Linked DNA regions of Bombyx mori: region 1 is linked to region 2. Evidence: chromatin contacts called from public Hi-C data. All regions are on one chromosome and are shown on one strand. Each heading gives the region's core, a stretch centred on a gene start, on an enhancer-like site or on the middle of the called end of the contact. The rest is flanking DNA. Distances are from core to core; before and after follow the strand shown. Region 1 overlaps LOC101743362 (cyclic AMP response element-binding protein A). Region 2 holds the start of LOC101743362 (cyclic AMP response element-binding protein A).

Region 1 (7,721 bases), core at 3,831-6,330, 45 kb before region 2:
TTAGGTTATATAATATATAATATTAGGTTGTTGGCCCATGGAGGCCAAAGACGCAAAACAAAAAACGGGAACTATTAAGTTGAAGTCGTCGTGGCCTAAAGGATAAGACGTCCGGTGCATTCGTATCTAGCGATGTACCGGGTTCGAATCCCGCAAGCGGGTACCAATTTTTCTAATGAAATACGTACTTAACAAATGTTCACGATTGACTTCCACGGTGAAGGAATAACATCGTGCAGTAAAAATCAAACCTGCAAATTTATGTTTTGCGTAATTACTGGTGGTAGGACCCTTTGTGAGTCCGCACGGGTAGATACCACGACCCCGCCTATTTCTGCCGTGAAGCACTAATGCGTTTCGGTTTGAATTGTGAGGCAGCCGTTGTAACTTTACTGAGACCTTAGAACTTATATCTCAAGGTGGGTGGCGACTTTTACGTTGTAAATGCCTATGGGCTCCAGTAACCACTTAACACCAGGTGGGCTGTGAGCTCGTCCACCCATCTAAGCAACAAAAAAAATATTCCACGTTATGTCATACGAGGTGTTTAATGTAAAACATTACATGTTAGGTTTCCTTGCGTTTACTAATATGTTTACTGTTAACATGTATACTGTTTTCAAAAGATTAATCGAAAACGTCGGTGACAGAATCTTTCTTACCGTTCACCGACCTTATGTTGCAACAGCAAATTATCAGCGTTGCAATTTGCCAAGTTTCTGCGAGCCTTACCACGTAATTTGGTATTACACCCTCAGTTATTTCGGTATAACAATTTACTTAGGTATGCAACCGACCGCAAAAATCCACGAAACAATTGAACGAAAAATGTTTACAATGAAAACTAGTGGTTTTTTCGTTTATATGCATTGAATAAAGTACTGTTGAGTACTTGATGTGGCGGGTAGCCGTCATACAACGCAAGATAATTGACAGATGCCTGAATCTCGCTTACGACATTTTCAAGATAAGCTTGCATATATACAAGTTCCGAATAACAACATTCGGACCGTCGGTCTACCGAGCAATATCACCCGCTCGGTGGAAGACCTTCCCTTTGTCGTAAGCCCCAAACTTGATTCTCCAAAGTTGCCGTGCAAGCCTTATTGGACTTCTGAATGGAACTTTATTACTTGTGACGTCATTTGGGGTCAAGTAAATTAAGAGAAAACTGTAGGTAATGTTACACAAATACACAATGATTAACAACGTATGATATGTAAGAATAATAAAAAAAAAACCCGATGCGCCAAACAGTTAAGTGTTAAAATAACATTTATAGTCAATAAACATGTAATATTTATATAAGCATTCTCTCATAAGTAGATAGACTGCATCGCGTGTTGAATCATCAGTAGAACATAATATTTTCCGCAAAAGCATTTACTTATTAATTTAGTAAGCATTTTTATATAACAATGACAGACCTTTAATCAATTTTCGTGGTATTATCGGTTACAAATTTTTCTTAGTGAAATTGTACGGAAAATGTTATTAAGGAACCGCCCTGTTAAATTTGGATTCGGTACATTAATGAAATATATTCGGCCGGTTCTGAATGTAGACAACCCACAATACCTTAGGCTAAACCTGGAACTGGAATAGCCTCCTAGGCTACCAGCAAATAGGTACGAGAAAAAAAATATAGGCTAAGCCTTAGCTTGAAGCCGTCGAATGTGTTTCATTACATTAGTGATTATTTCTCAGGATGAAAGCAGCGACAGTAACTTTACGGTTTTTGTGATCTACAAGTGGAATATGTTTTCTTTTGCGCTAATATAATATAGTATCGTAAAATTACTCAATCAATACAAGATTTATGAAAAATAACAATAAAAATAGATCTCGCAATTTGTCCTAACAAACACGCTACCAAGTTTTTCCGTAATAGCTGTACAAGTAATTAAAGCACTTGTTACACAGTAACAAATTATGGTCTTGTGAACAGATTTTATTTGCTGTTCAACAAGTTTGAACTTTTCTTTTTTCTGTGAAGATTATATTTTTTATTTAATTGCATAGATATATAAACCGGCTCATGTCTTAATTGATGTTAAGTGAACCAAAAGAATGATTAACACAATTGTCCACGATCTTTATGCTATTGTCAATGACAGAGGCAACTGAATAAACCAGTTTTAATAACAAAAAATCCTTAAGCATATCTGTGCAAACAGCATGAGCCACAATATTACGACGTACATATGAGACTATAATTTTACGTTATTACGTCATAATCGAACTCTCAAGAAATAACCCGCACATGACGCCGGGGAAGCCCAACTTCATCGTAAATATTATTCTTATACAAAATCCTTATCTATTTGTTTAATTATTACAATTACGATATAGCCGTAAACCATAAAGATAAGAAAGTCCGTGTCGTTTCATTCGTTAAATGATTTCGTGTTTTCCTAATTTTATAAGATAATCTTAGTGAGTGTTAGTCCGAATTGTCGTTATTATGACTTTGTAAAGTTTATAAATAAATATGAGTACATAAATAAAATTAAGTACGGTCTTTCTCCCCTGTTTGTTAATCTTTTATGTTTTATGTAATTTCCTTTTATTTGTCGTAGCTAGTGAACACATTTAGTGTTATCGATAAAAAAATCGACATAGTAATTTTTTTTTTCAATAGCATATTGATTAGCATATTGAGTAATTAAAGTAAATAAATGTAATAAATAAAAATAATGTAATTCTTGAGTAGTCAGGGATTGTGGTCGAAGTTCGTTGACCGAAGGAACCCTTGTCAACTGTTTTTCGAATTTGTCTGTGTTTCAAGATATTGACAATTATGTGAATTTGAGGTCTAAAAATAAAATAGTTAATTGTAGAAAGATATTATAAAAAAATTAGAAAATAATTTTATTTCATTATTTTTTAACATTTAAATATATTTGGCTTTTGTGGCTACGATTCAATCGAATACCATTTATTTGGTCTTTGTAGTCTGCAACTGTATTATTTATTAGACGCATGCATACATTTAAATTTTGTCGACGATAAAAAATAAAAATATTTGGCAATGAGATCCATTATTCAAACAGCCTAGTTACTACACAAAGGTTTCTTGAACAACACGTATCCATAATCTAGGAGTGTCCAAAAAAGGTGTAAACCTCAAAATGAATTAAGCCAAACTAGCGGTAGAAGTCGCCTCTAACGGTACAAATGGAATGCAGACCGCGACAGGTGAATCTATATTCCATGTATACCTACTGTAGCGTTATGACTTTTCACGTGCCAGATAAAGATTGTTTTTCGAACTTTCAATCATTCTTCGTTGATTTAGTGTTTATAGTTTTGTTGTCACATTTGTTATGTACCATTATGAAATAAATTTGATCCTATATTGTTGTCCTTATGTGTATTTAGAATATATCTGCGTATTTGGCTGCGTTTTTAATGTTATCTTTAATTTTTATTGCATTCATAGGTGAATAAGTTGACGAAACTGACGTAGATTTCGCCATCCAACCCAGGGACATGACGGGCTCCTTAGCCTTCAAGCCGCAACGCATTACTGCTATATTACAGAAATGGGCAGTTATTTTTTGATTGCAGAATAAAATAAATATTTCCTTCGAAAAATTATAGCTATCGGTGGGATTAGAACCCTGGTACCGTTGCATCACTTGATACTACTTCGACACCAAACGTCTTATCCTTTAAGCCACGCCGAATTAAATGAATATTACGTTTTAGTACATATTAAATACATTTAATACATGCAGATCGTAAGATTTATTGTCGGTCCTAGATCAAATCAATAAGAGCAGAGATAGAGAAAGCATAGCCAGAAAAGGTATCGACATCGGACAAGCAAATATAAAAGTTAAATAACACAATACGTTTGGAAACTTGAGTCATTGTTATTGTACGTTTTAATGATTCATTTGGCAGCTCGTTACTGATATCCGCTTGACAGTGATCGGGTCCACGGTCAGTATTACTTTGTGTACAACTTCTACGCGAATCTTAAAGCACAAATTTTAATTATCAACCGAAGGGACAATTTATTGCGCTTGCAGATTATCGGTTAGAATTAACAGAATATGAACTTTAAATGTGGGCACGGAATTTTATTCATTTAGAGCAGCCTCTCCCAAAGTGGGCGATACGCCCCCTTGTGGGTGCTGCAGGCCTAAAGGGGGCGATAAGAGAATCAGAAAAAAAATTGGGGGCGTTGTGTATAGGTTTGAGAGACGATTTGTAATTTCATCTAGAAGGACTCTTAGACACCGACTGAGCTATGGCTATAGTGGTTTTTAAGTAGGTGAAAAAATGGGGACGCTAAAAAATAGCTTAATCTCAAAGTGGGCTGTAAAAATAAGTTTGGGAACCCCTAATCTAGAGTGTACTGAACCTTCGCGCCAAAAGGGCAGTCGTTATAGTCGGCAATTGAATATTATACCCCATGTCTCGTTCTTTATCACCCTTCTTTACTGTGGTAGCTTATGGTGGATACCGGAAACATACACATACGGAAAATCGGAAATAATCTTCGACCCTCATTTTTTTAATTTTTGTATTGCTTTCGTAGGCATATGAGTACACGGCCCATCTGATGGTAAGTGGTCACCGTCGCTCATATTAGTCAGCAGTGCCAGGAGCAGAGCCAAGCCGCCGCCTACTATTGAGTATTCTCAGCAAGCCTCGTTTAAACAAGGTACATATCCCATAAAAAAAAATTTTATTTTTTTATTCCTTCGATGGTTGGACGAGCTCACAGCCCACCTGGTGTTAAGTGGTTACTGGAGCCCATAGACATCTACAACGTAAATGCGCCACCCACCTTGAGATATAAGTTCGAAGGTCTCAAGTATAGTTACAACGGCTGCCCCACCCTTCAAACCGAAACGCCTTACTGATTCACGGCAGAAATAAGCAGGGTGGTGGTACCTACCCGTGCGGACTCACAAGAGGTCCTACCGCTACCGTAGTAGTAAATATAATATATAGTAGTATATTAAATTTGCAAATATTAAAGCGTGTTATCACAGTATGTATGTAAATAGGACAAATTTCCAACACGGCCGACCGCAGGTATTCAAAGCTCCGTGTCGTATCGTCCAAAGCACATATTCGTGACACGTTCTGTAGCGGACATATTCCAGTAATCCATGAATCCTGAACCCACACTAAGTACATTGTACATTTTCCAGATCACAGTACATTTTATTATAGAATTATACTTGCTCGTAAACCTCAGAGGTCGAGGTTAACGTTTTGTTTATCTTTCGAACAGAAGCGTTGTAATCATCGGACCACGTGTAACTCAAAAAGCTTTGACATCTGTGTCTTGAACAGCACAGATTTAATTTGCAATTGCATTAGCAATCTTAGTTAATTTTTTGCTGATTTTTTTTTTGATTAGGTGGGTGGCCCATAGACGTCTACAACGTAAATGCACCACCCACCTCGAGATATAAGTTCTAAGATCTTAGTATAGTTACAATGGCTGTCCAGCCTTCAATCCGAAACGCATTGGTAAGTTCTAAACTAAGAAAGTTTAATTGATGTGTCTCTGTTTTTGTCGTATCACTCTTGTCAGAGCGATTGTGGTCGTCATTAAGTATCATTGCCGTGAGCAGATGTTATGCGCCTTCCGAGTAATCACCATTTCTTCCGGTTTATGGTGAGACTTTGTGCTTAGTGCGAGTTTGTTAACGTTCTCGATAGCGTAAAAGTTAGCCCAATTTTGTATGTCGTTGGAACAGCGCCCCTAGCGGCAAACGTAGGCAAACGATCCCATTCCATACAAATATGAGCTAACTTTTACGCTATCCGAGCTTCACCGCAGAAGTTAACAAGACGCTGTGTTTTTATTATATCCTTCTCATAATCTTAAATGTGTCGGTAATGTTCTGTGAGACTGTGAGCAAACAGAATTGATCGATCGATGTCGTTTACGTCATTTCGTGTTTTATATCAAATGAGGAGTGACTTTTCAAAATGGCTTATTTCTGTATGATCATTTTTTTCAGGAACAAGAAAAATACGAAAACTTTTCATACATGAACATTTTTAGTAACAAACTTTTATTTACATAATCTTGGTAGGTTAATAGATCGTTTCACAGTGTATATATATTTTTTTAATACTTTAAATTATGAGTTATTATCATATGATTTAGGGAAATAAGCAATTTAGTCGCAAACTCCAAGAAATAAGATGTTTTGTTTCAGCACTCCTAAGAAATAAGCCATTTTGTTATGTTGTTTTAAGCCTTTTTGATACGTATTAACAAAATTTCCCTACAAAATGTTCTAGATGTGAGCCATTTTGAAAAAAACACCTATCATAATTAGTAGGGCCGAGAATTAATGTGAATTAAGCTATTTTGTTGCGGAAAGCATTTTCTATGGCCATTTTCTTCGAGATTTAAGTACTTTAGAACCGGACACTTCACGTCATACGATGTAAATGTACACAAAGTTCCGATTGGCATTAAAAAAATAAGTAAAATTGGGAACCCGAAATAAGCCGTTTTGAAAAGTCACTCCTCAAATGTTTTAAATGTTTTATATCAACTATACCGATACCATATCTAAAAGTTTACTGGAACAAACTATATTATTTCCAAACATTGTTATTTAATAGATTATGTTCAAGGGCGAATTGTCTTACGAAATATAATTATATTATCGTGTCGTTTGTGAGCGAAAATTGCTATTGCATAATTTATTTATCGAGAATTAGGTCTTTTGATTAATTAAACTTAATTTGAATTCACTAGATTGATTAACCTTAACTAGATTGATTAAATATTGAAACGTCATATCGTCTTTATTATTTAGTGTTTATCGGACGTGTCCTACTCACTGAACTAACTGCATTAACGACATTCATACATACACTATAATTATCTATTAGGTCATACGTCAGAAAAAAATTTAAACAAGAAAAGTTACCTCAAATGGTTTTATAAGTAGCAATCTTTGACAATGAGATTTATTTACACTCAGATTTATGAAAATTAAAGTAAAACTCAAGGAAACAATCAAACAGTAAAATGGAACGGACTTAAAAATCACCACCAAACCAACCTTTGACCTTTTCCGTACTGTTTTTTATAGCCAGCGGCAATCTACCCTCAAATAAAAATGTCAAAAAGAGTTAAACATCTAATTTTTTTTAAGGGATTTTATGAACTGGTAACTAAGGCCTTTAGGTCAAGTCTTATTTTAATTTATATTTTAATTTTTATGAAAAATGATAATATGAAGTGAAATGAAATGAAATGAGATGAGACGATATGGTATGAAATATAATCTCAGTAAAATGGTGGTCATTTACTGAGACTTTTTCAGTAGACTTTTTGGAGGATCCTGATCCAGAAGTTATGTTCAGCGGTTTTGTTTCTTTTTCCCATATTTGTGCACTTTCACAGATACTAAACAGTTAATAAACCACCGTTATTACACATTTAACCTCGAAGAAACACTAAATAGACAAAATAAAACAAATCACACAACTTCACTCCTCGCGTTCCCGCCAAAAAGTCTCTAATATTTTATAGGCATCGTTTTAAAATAACCCGCTATTTCCTAAATATATTATCATGTAATACACAAAAAAACCTAACACCGTCTTAAAAGTATTCAAACAATAAGCTCACGAACATTATTAAAAATAATATCATTCAAGCTCGTGCATCTACAGATATCTATTTTGAACATTATTATTCAATATCTCTTCAAGAAAATTAATTT
Region 2 (7,834 bases), core at 4,534-7,033:
AATTTATTACTTTGTTAAGATAATAATTACTTTTTGCTAATAATAGTAGCAAAAATGATTGAGGCTATGCCGTTGTTCCATATTTTATTATTCTACGTAATATAATATTATTTCTAAAAGACAACAACTTTTTTTTAACATTTTTTTATTAGCATGTTCTGTGAATGTTTGTTTTTAAATAACAAAATCTTAGAACGTCATTTTCAGCGACTTCAACATTTTTGAAATTTTTTTTTAAAAAACATTTACTTCATGATTTACACACGCATCAAGGATCGATAACTATATAATAATTTAATAACTTCACTCGAATAGCCTGACCAGTTTCAACAGAATGAAAGAAAAATGAATTTGGTAATTGCATTTCATATATTTTTTTAAAACAACTAATGTTATTTAACTAAGTAAAGTTAGTTTTTAAGCTACATATCGACGCTTGAAAGGCAAACGTAACTAAGCGACAATGCGTGAACTTTACAGTAGACTAATTTAAATTTGCAATACCTGAAAAAAATTCTATTTTAACGAATCTAGCTGTAGGATTGAAATGATTTTAATAGACCTAGAAATACATATTTTTTGCGCATCGAATATGGTTATTGCCTATCATTTATGTACAGAGCAGTTATTTTCGCTTAGTCACGTTTGCCTTTCAAGCGTCGGTATGTTTTATTTTTTTAAATAAGGAATTTCTAAAGCAATAAATGAATTTTTTTTTTTTATTACTAAATTCAATTACAATACATTTCACTAGTGTAACTCGTTCGTTCTATATGAGAATGCAATGAATGTCACTATAAATATTAAGTATGAAGTATTAAGCGCTCGAACTCTCAGACACAGCCCACTGAGTTTCTCGCCGGATCTACTCAGTGGGTCGCGTTTCCGATCCGGTGGTAGATTCTGCGAAGCACGGCTCTTGCTAGGGTTCGTGTTGGCAACGTCATCAGGTTTGAGCCCCGTGAGCTCACCTACAAACTTTAGGGTTACGCTGAAATAGCCCCTAAGGCTATCAGCTTAGGTAGGCAAAAAACAAAAAAAAAATTAAGCGCTCGAAATGACGCATGCCGTTGTAATAAAACATTCAAACAACACGTTGTTTGTAAACACCTGTGTAAGCCGCAACTTTAATTTATAAGGGTCTCGTGTTATGGAATGAAAATTGCATTACAGATGTTGATAAATACTGTAGTCATCAACAAATTAGAATGTTATTTGTGAACAGTTATTGTTGTAATGAATTTTTTTTTACATAAGCACGTGCAGAGAATACTTTGTTGGCTTCCAGTAAGTTCTTATAATAATGAGTGATAACATACAAACAGTCGACTATCACACAGAAACACTAATTAAATTTTCCGGTACAGAAACAAAACAATCTCCACAAGCCTTTGAATATCTTAGTCATATTTTTTCAACTCTTTCGTTATGGTGCTATGCGGTAACCACTTAACATCAAGCTGACTGTAAACACGTTCAACACATGAAACGTATCACAGAATTTTGCTAAATCAACAGGATTTAAACATGAGCGACACTTAATAGAAGATTATTTTGTGTATTAGAAAATTTTAATAAAAAATAAACATTAGCTTCTGCCAAAATAAAATAAGAACTTTGTCACTATAGTAAATATATTATTTTTATGGCTTAGGCGGGTGTGTGAGCCACCTGGTGTTAAGTGGTTACCGGAGCCCATAGACACCTATGACGTAAATGCTGCCACCTACCTCGAGACATAAGTTCTAAGTCTCAGTTTTAACAGTACAACGGCTACCCTACCCTTCAAACCGAAATGCATTTAAATATGGAACTCAACAACTGCTTATCAGATCTTGATAAAATGTATATACAGTCGAATTGAGAACCTCCTCCTTTTTTGAACTCGGTTAACAAACAATTTTAAATAGATAAAAAAAAAAGCCATAAATCAAATTATTAAACAGGATGAAATCGACATCCCTAATGGTTGAGTAATGAAATTGAGCAACGGATGTACCGAGCGTCGCCTCACATTTTTGGCTAAGGGAAATACATCGGTACAGCTACTTTCCTATTTGAATATTCTCAGAAAATCTGATTAGTAACCACTTAGCGTCCGCACAAGACAGTGCAGTTATTCAGATGACCAGTAAACGACAATTTTTATAGCAATCATCATATTTAGTAAAGGTTTACATAGTATTTACGTTCTATATTAGTTTAACGGGTTTTAACTGACAAAAAAAAGAAAGAATTGGAAGATGCATAAAAAATTTAATAGATTATATTACTTAGTAACTCTACACGTATTTTTGAGAATTTTCAACCGCTACTACAGACTCTTGTACCTATAATGACATATGAAATACATATTACGAATAGTTAATGCTTAATATAACATTGACAACCCTGGGTGTGTACTATTCTCTGTGCCTATAGTTTAAAAATTGTGTAAATTTGCGTTCAAATTATTCCTAAGAATGTTTATAGAACAGATAATGATCAATACTACAGTTATTCCTAATACATTTTTTTTTAAATCGTTTATTAATTAAGTATTTAAGTTAATTGAATAAATCACTGACGCTAACATTAATTTAACGGCCCGCTTTGAAGAAAAATGTCAAAGAAATTTAATTATCCTCAAAATCACTTCCGCACAACAAATTTTTCCATATTTATGTTTGTTTCTTCAACTTTGTTTTGAGTGAGTTTTATGTATTATAAATAAAAAATATCAACGCTTTATTTTAATTGATTTTATTCTTAGCATAGATAAGCACATCTGGGGTTTATCGGAAACTAGAGATTCCTCTCTCTTTTTTGAATTGGTTTGCGTCAGAACTAGGTAAGATTTTGGTGTCTATCCGTGGGGCTCACTCACATACGCCCTGACACCAATAAAAACCCGTTTATTTGTACGTATACCGCTGAAGAAGAAAAAAAACGGCGGCAAAAAATATATAATTAATAAATAAATAAAAACGCCGGCACGCCACTTCGTAGTTCAATGCTCCAGGTCGACGATCCACAGTGTACCGTACGCCGCGATCATAAGAAATGTACGCCCAGTCAACCTGGCCGAACGTGGAGGCACGGACGCACATTACGAATCACTTCACGCATTGCATCTCCACGATTTAGCCGGGTTATCAGCCATTAAGCACCCAAGCGGAAAGCTACAGGTGCCGGAATATTAAGAGGTCCCATTGACCTACCAAAACTGAATGTAATCCGCATTAATACACCATTAAGTTTGCATTAGTATTTCATGATAACAGTAAATATTACGAACGATAGCTCGTTTACATTATAGAATAGGAGAGTTGAATTATTTTATAACTCAACCCAAAATTCAGAATAAGTTTGAGCTTAGTATTTATTCTAAAACTTCGCAATGATAAATGACTTCATATATACATCTAAATTTACAAAATATTTTACTCAGTATATTATATAATATTTAGAGCGTGTTTTTTGACAATTTCTTTTCAAAACAATCGTGATAACGCTTCTATTGAACCAAGGTCCGATCGTTACTTGACCGACATTAAATAAACGATCATTATATTGTTTTAACTTTTACCAGGTAATCAATAAGATGAACCGATTTATAATACTCAGTGACGTAATCGGTAAAACGAAAATTAAATAAATAAGTAATTTGAATTAGAAAGTCCGAATCTTAGAGGCACGTAATTCAATAAAAATCAAACCCGTAAAATGTAATATTTCCCGAATCACCACCGATGGTGAATCATGAGCTCGCACGAGCCAAGACTCAGTACGTATGTCTCAAGATGGGTGACGGAATTCATGTTGGAACTATTGAATGACCACATCATTTTATTGGTCTTTAGATTTCACCATATCGTTATATCTTTTAAATTATAATATTAGTGAATCCTTTGACGTTTCACACTATGACCGTCGCAAAACTATAGAAATACCCGTAATTTTTTTAAAGTTGCAAAACTATTGAAATACACTATTTTGTTTTAAAGTTTTTTTTAAACATATACTTAACTATTATTTCCTCGTAATGAACATTTCAAAAATCTTTCAATTTTTATTTAGGTATTGACAAATGTCGGTTAGGTTTTATAAAACTAAAAAAGAAATACCTAAATAGATTTTGTCACATTTCCGTATAATTTATACCTACATGAATATTAATACTGAACACGTAATAAATATTTATGAAAAGACAAATGTTAAGATATATAAAACAATGAATGCATGAAAAATCTGCCATATTCCGTAGTTTGAATTTTATTTTGCTAAAATAGACACACACGAAAGGCGGAATTTAAAGTAGGTAGGTAGGTACTACTATTAGCGTTATCTCCAATCATGTAGTCTTTCATGTCGAAGATTTTGAAAACAGACCTCCCGAAAAAAATTACTAATGAAATTTTAATGTGAAGCCATTAATTAATTTGTACATGTTGATGAATACCTAGAAAGCAACGGAAAGGCGTGGGTGCTTCTATTTGCACCAGGCTTATTTATAACAAGATACACGGCATTCAAGAGATAATAGCACCGCGAAAGTGTTACTCACTAATGGAGTTTCAATTAGTTTCTTGGCGGATAACCGTTTAATCATGTAAGTACAAAAAGTTCATAATTGCTAGGTAGTTCGTGTAACAAAACTGTTGGGCATATTTTGTTTGGCTCAAAACATACGTTTTTTCCTGAAATAATTTTCCGCTTAAACTTATGTTGTAAACAGCGGTCTGTTTTAATAATAGCGGTCTCACGACCTGTTGCTTTGAAATGCTAAAGAATAGAGTTCATTTTGATGTTAGCGTATACATTCTTTTTTTGGTTTTTATTTATTAAAACAAAATTTATTTTCTTGAAATACGAGTCTAAGTTTGAAATCTGTTGGGTTACAGTTTCGAACTAGTTTACACCAGTTTTACTAGATTACAATTTCCAATTAGAAATCCACATAAAAATCGAAAGATAAAAAAACGATTCGGAAAACCCCGGCGGTTATTAGGTACTTAATAATGAGCGATGGGCATTTTCGTTTTGAACGATTTTGCCACACCGTGAAGTCAAAAATTATCCACGGGACATGCTGATTAATTGCATTTAAATACATTAAGAAACATGAATATGCCTGTGCAATCACTTCTGGCATGTTATTATTACGAATGCAAAAGCAGGTAGGTTTCAAAACAACGAACACTCGAACACAAACGCATGCGTTATCACGCGTTATCAATACTGAACTTTATCCGTTTACACTTACTTCGCATTAATTGTATCTACTAGAATAATATAACGCGATAAGATTTATCAATTAAACAAGAGATGCAATTAATGAATTAGCTAAAAAAGCGCTTTTATAGATTATGAGCAAGGTCGACTCACCGGGTCGATGTCCGCCTCCCAGACGTCCTTCAGATCATTGGAGATGTCGAAATAAACCTCCATGTCGGGGCCGGTGTAGCACTACGGCCTCCGACGCGAAAGCACAAGAAACTCCCTCGAGAAAAACTCGCACAACACAACTGTCACCGGCTGTCCTTTCGCCGAGCGGAACTGTACGGTACGTAATGTTCCAAACTATTAAGCAAACAAACTCAAAGAACACTGTGCATTATCACGAGTTTACGTTCAATCGTTTACACTATCGATGCCCATTTGTTGTTGCAATAAAAATGTGTTTTTATGAAGTTTGCCCGAACGCGAGGAATGTTTGGTGCGCCCGTATTCGAGAATCGTACACACTATCGCGGCAGAGGGCGGCCAGCGAATGGTCGCGGACGGCGTTAGCGGCGTGCACGCTCCCCACTTCATGCCGCCCCCTCTTTGATAGCGACACCCAACTTCTCATTCATAACGTGATAGGGGGTAAAAACGACACACGCCAGGGGGTGCCTGCGTCCGGCCCACACAATACTCTACTAATTGTGAACTCTTATATCTCAATGAAGCGCTTCTCGACCGAGATGAAGCCGTGGGAATACACGTTTCCCCTTTGTGTTACTACACACGGTGACACATTTACGTTTATTTAATAAATTCATTGCACTCCACAACGTCGTTCATTATCATAACAAATCCTGCTGACAAATTGTGAAGGCAATAAGATTTTAAGCGAATTTGAAAACATCACAATTAAGTCAGTTCTTCTCTTTTCTTCTTGTTCTTTTCTTTTGTTTTCTTTCTTTCTTTTGTTTTTTCTTTCTTTTTCGTTCTTTCTTTAGTTCCATTCTTTTTGATATGATATGACATTTATTTATTAGACCTCGAAATATTTCAACAATTATTACTATTTTACTTCTTGAATTTTAATTTCAAGGTATGTTTTCAGTAGGTTTTTTTTTGATTATTGTATTCCTTCTTCGAGCCGATGAATTGTCAATGCTATGTATGCCATTATTGTCACATGCATCAGGCCATAAATTAAATACCTTAAGTTATTTTCAATGTTAAATGTATGTGAAGTGGCAGTACTTTTTTAAATAAATAAAATAAATAAATAAAAGTCATGCAATTTTTTTTTGCAACTAATAAACACCTGAGAAGCGTATTCCTTAAGAACTAAACTTTCCCTCAGTTAGCTTGACCACAAATTCGTTTAACGGAATATGCGAATAAGATATGCCTTTCTGAACTTTAAATAACCTACGCTGTAAATGACCACTTTACAAGCTTTTATAACATATTATATTATTTATTATACACAAAAAAAAAAAAACATCAACTGGTGGTAGGACATCTTGTGGGTCCGTACGAGTAGGTACCACCACCCCGGATATTTCTGCCGTGAAGAAGTAATGCATTTCGGTTGGAAGGATCAGATAGCCAAAGTTACTCATGTCTCAAGGTGGGTGGCGTCATTTATATTGTAAGTGTCTATGGGCTCCTGTATCCATTTAACACCAGTTGGGCCGTGAGCTCGTCACCCATCTAAGCAATAACAAATAGTATAAAACTCCGTATTGAGGGCCTTTTCCTGCTAGTTGATGAAAACTAAAAACCCACTTTCCTGAGAAGGCAAAAAGCATCAATGTACATTGATATAAAGTACTCTCTTATGTATGGTATGGGCCAGTGGGAACGCAAAGGGCCATGTTTTTTTTAATGCTTAGAAGGGTGGACGAGTTCACAGCCCACCTGGTGTTAAGTGGTTACTGGAGCCCATAGACATCCACAACGTAAATGCGCCACCCATCTTGAGATGTAAAGTCAATAATTGAATTTTCTCAACCTAATGTTTATTCCAGGGTAACAATTAATAATGATGACTTATAAACAGCTTAGTGTGTGCATAGAGGACGGGGTGGAGGATATGTTGGTAATTTTAAAGAAACAAAAGCGCTGAACATTTCTTTCAGAATCTTTCCAGCACTAATTGAAGTAAATTTCCACCGTTTGGCCAAAATCGGTCATATTTATTTGGTTTAAAACCGTGATATGAGCTATTAATCTATGTCAAAAATTCTATATAGCGACGATAGCTTTTTAATTTAAGTTCCATTTCTGTTCATTAAAAAGGTCTGTAAATAAATTTTACTACACATTAGCACAGATAATCTTTATTCATATTAAATTACAGAGAGTAAAACATTTAAATATCAATTTGTATTATAAAAGATCTTTGAATACTTAATGAATATCTAGTAAAATTATTTACAAAATTGAACTAATTCAAATTAATAAGATTAATATCACATTATAAGCATGCAGGTGTAAAAAAACACCTCGTTGTATACGTACGTGTATAATATACGTTTTACCTATAGCCGATAATGAAGATAACAAAAAATCGTTTTCTTTGATTTATAATATTGCTTACATAGTGTAAGCAATCTGAATTAAAAACACAATA

The links. Hi-C and Micro-C count contacts between places; a contact is called where the count stands out from the background.
Region 1: a contact with region 2 is called in a Hi-C map of posterior silk gland, with 1.7 times the contacts expected there. The contact joins the enhancer-like site here to the promoter of LOC101743362 in region 2. A contact is called at or near these places in 3 of 7 Hi-C or Micro-C datasets (middle silk gland, posterior silk gland and whole pupa).

Annotation. Positions count from the first base shown.
Region 1 is chr13:4,997,455-5,005,175 of ASM3026992v2, reverse strand. All of the region lies in intron 1 of LOC101743362 (cyclic AMP response element-binding protein A), which reads right to left. Among protein-coding and RNA genes, the nearest start is that of LOC134199956, 21 kb to the right of the region's middle. Within about 2 kb of position 5,080, at least 3 of the 8 cell types and tissues checked have open chromatin away from gene starts, as enhancers often do.
Region 2 is chr13:4,953,322-4,961,155 of ASM3026992v2, reverse strand. LOC101743362 (cyclic AMP response element-binding protein A) reads right to left here and starts at 5,783. Exons shown (of 7, transcript XM_004927904.5): 1 at 5,368-5,783. The coding sequence starts at 5,430. It overlaps LOC134199954 (a long non-coding RNA gene), which reads left to right and starts at 2,027. Exons shown (of 2, transcript XR_009974650.1): 1 at 2,027-4,591; 2 at 5,346-5,736. LOC101743643 (TBC domain-containing protein kinase-like protein) reads right to left here. Exons shown (of 13, transcript XM_004927906.5): 13 at 7,526-7,834.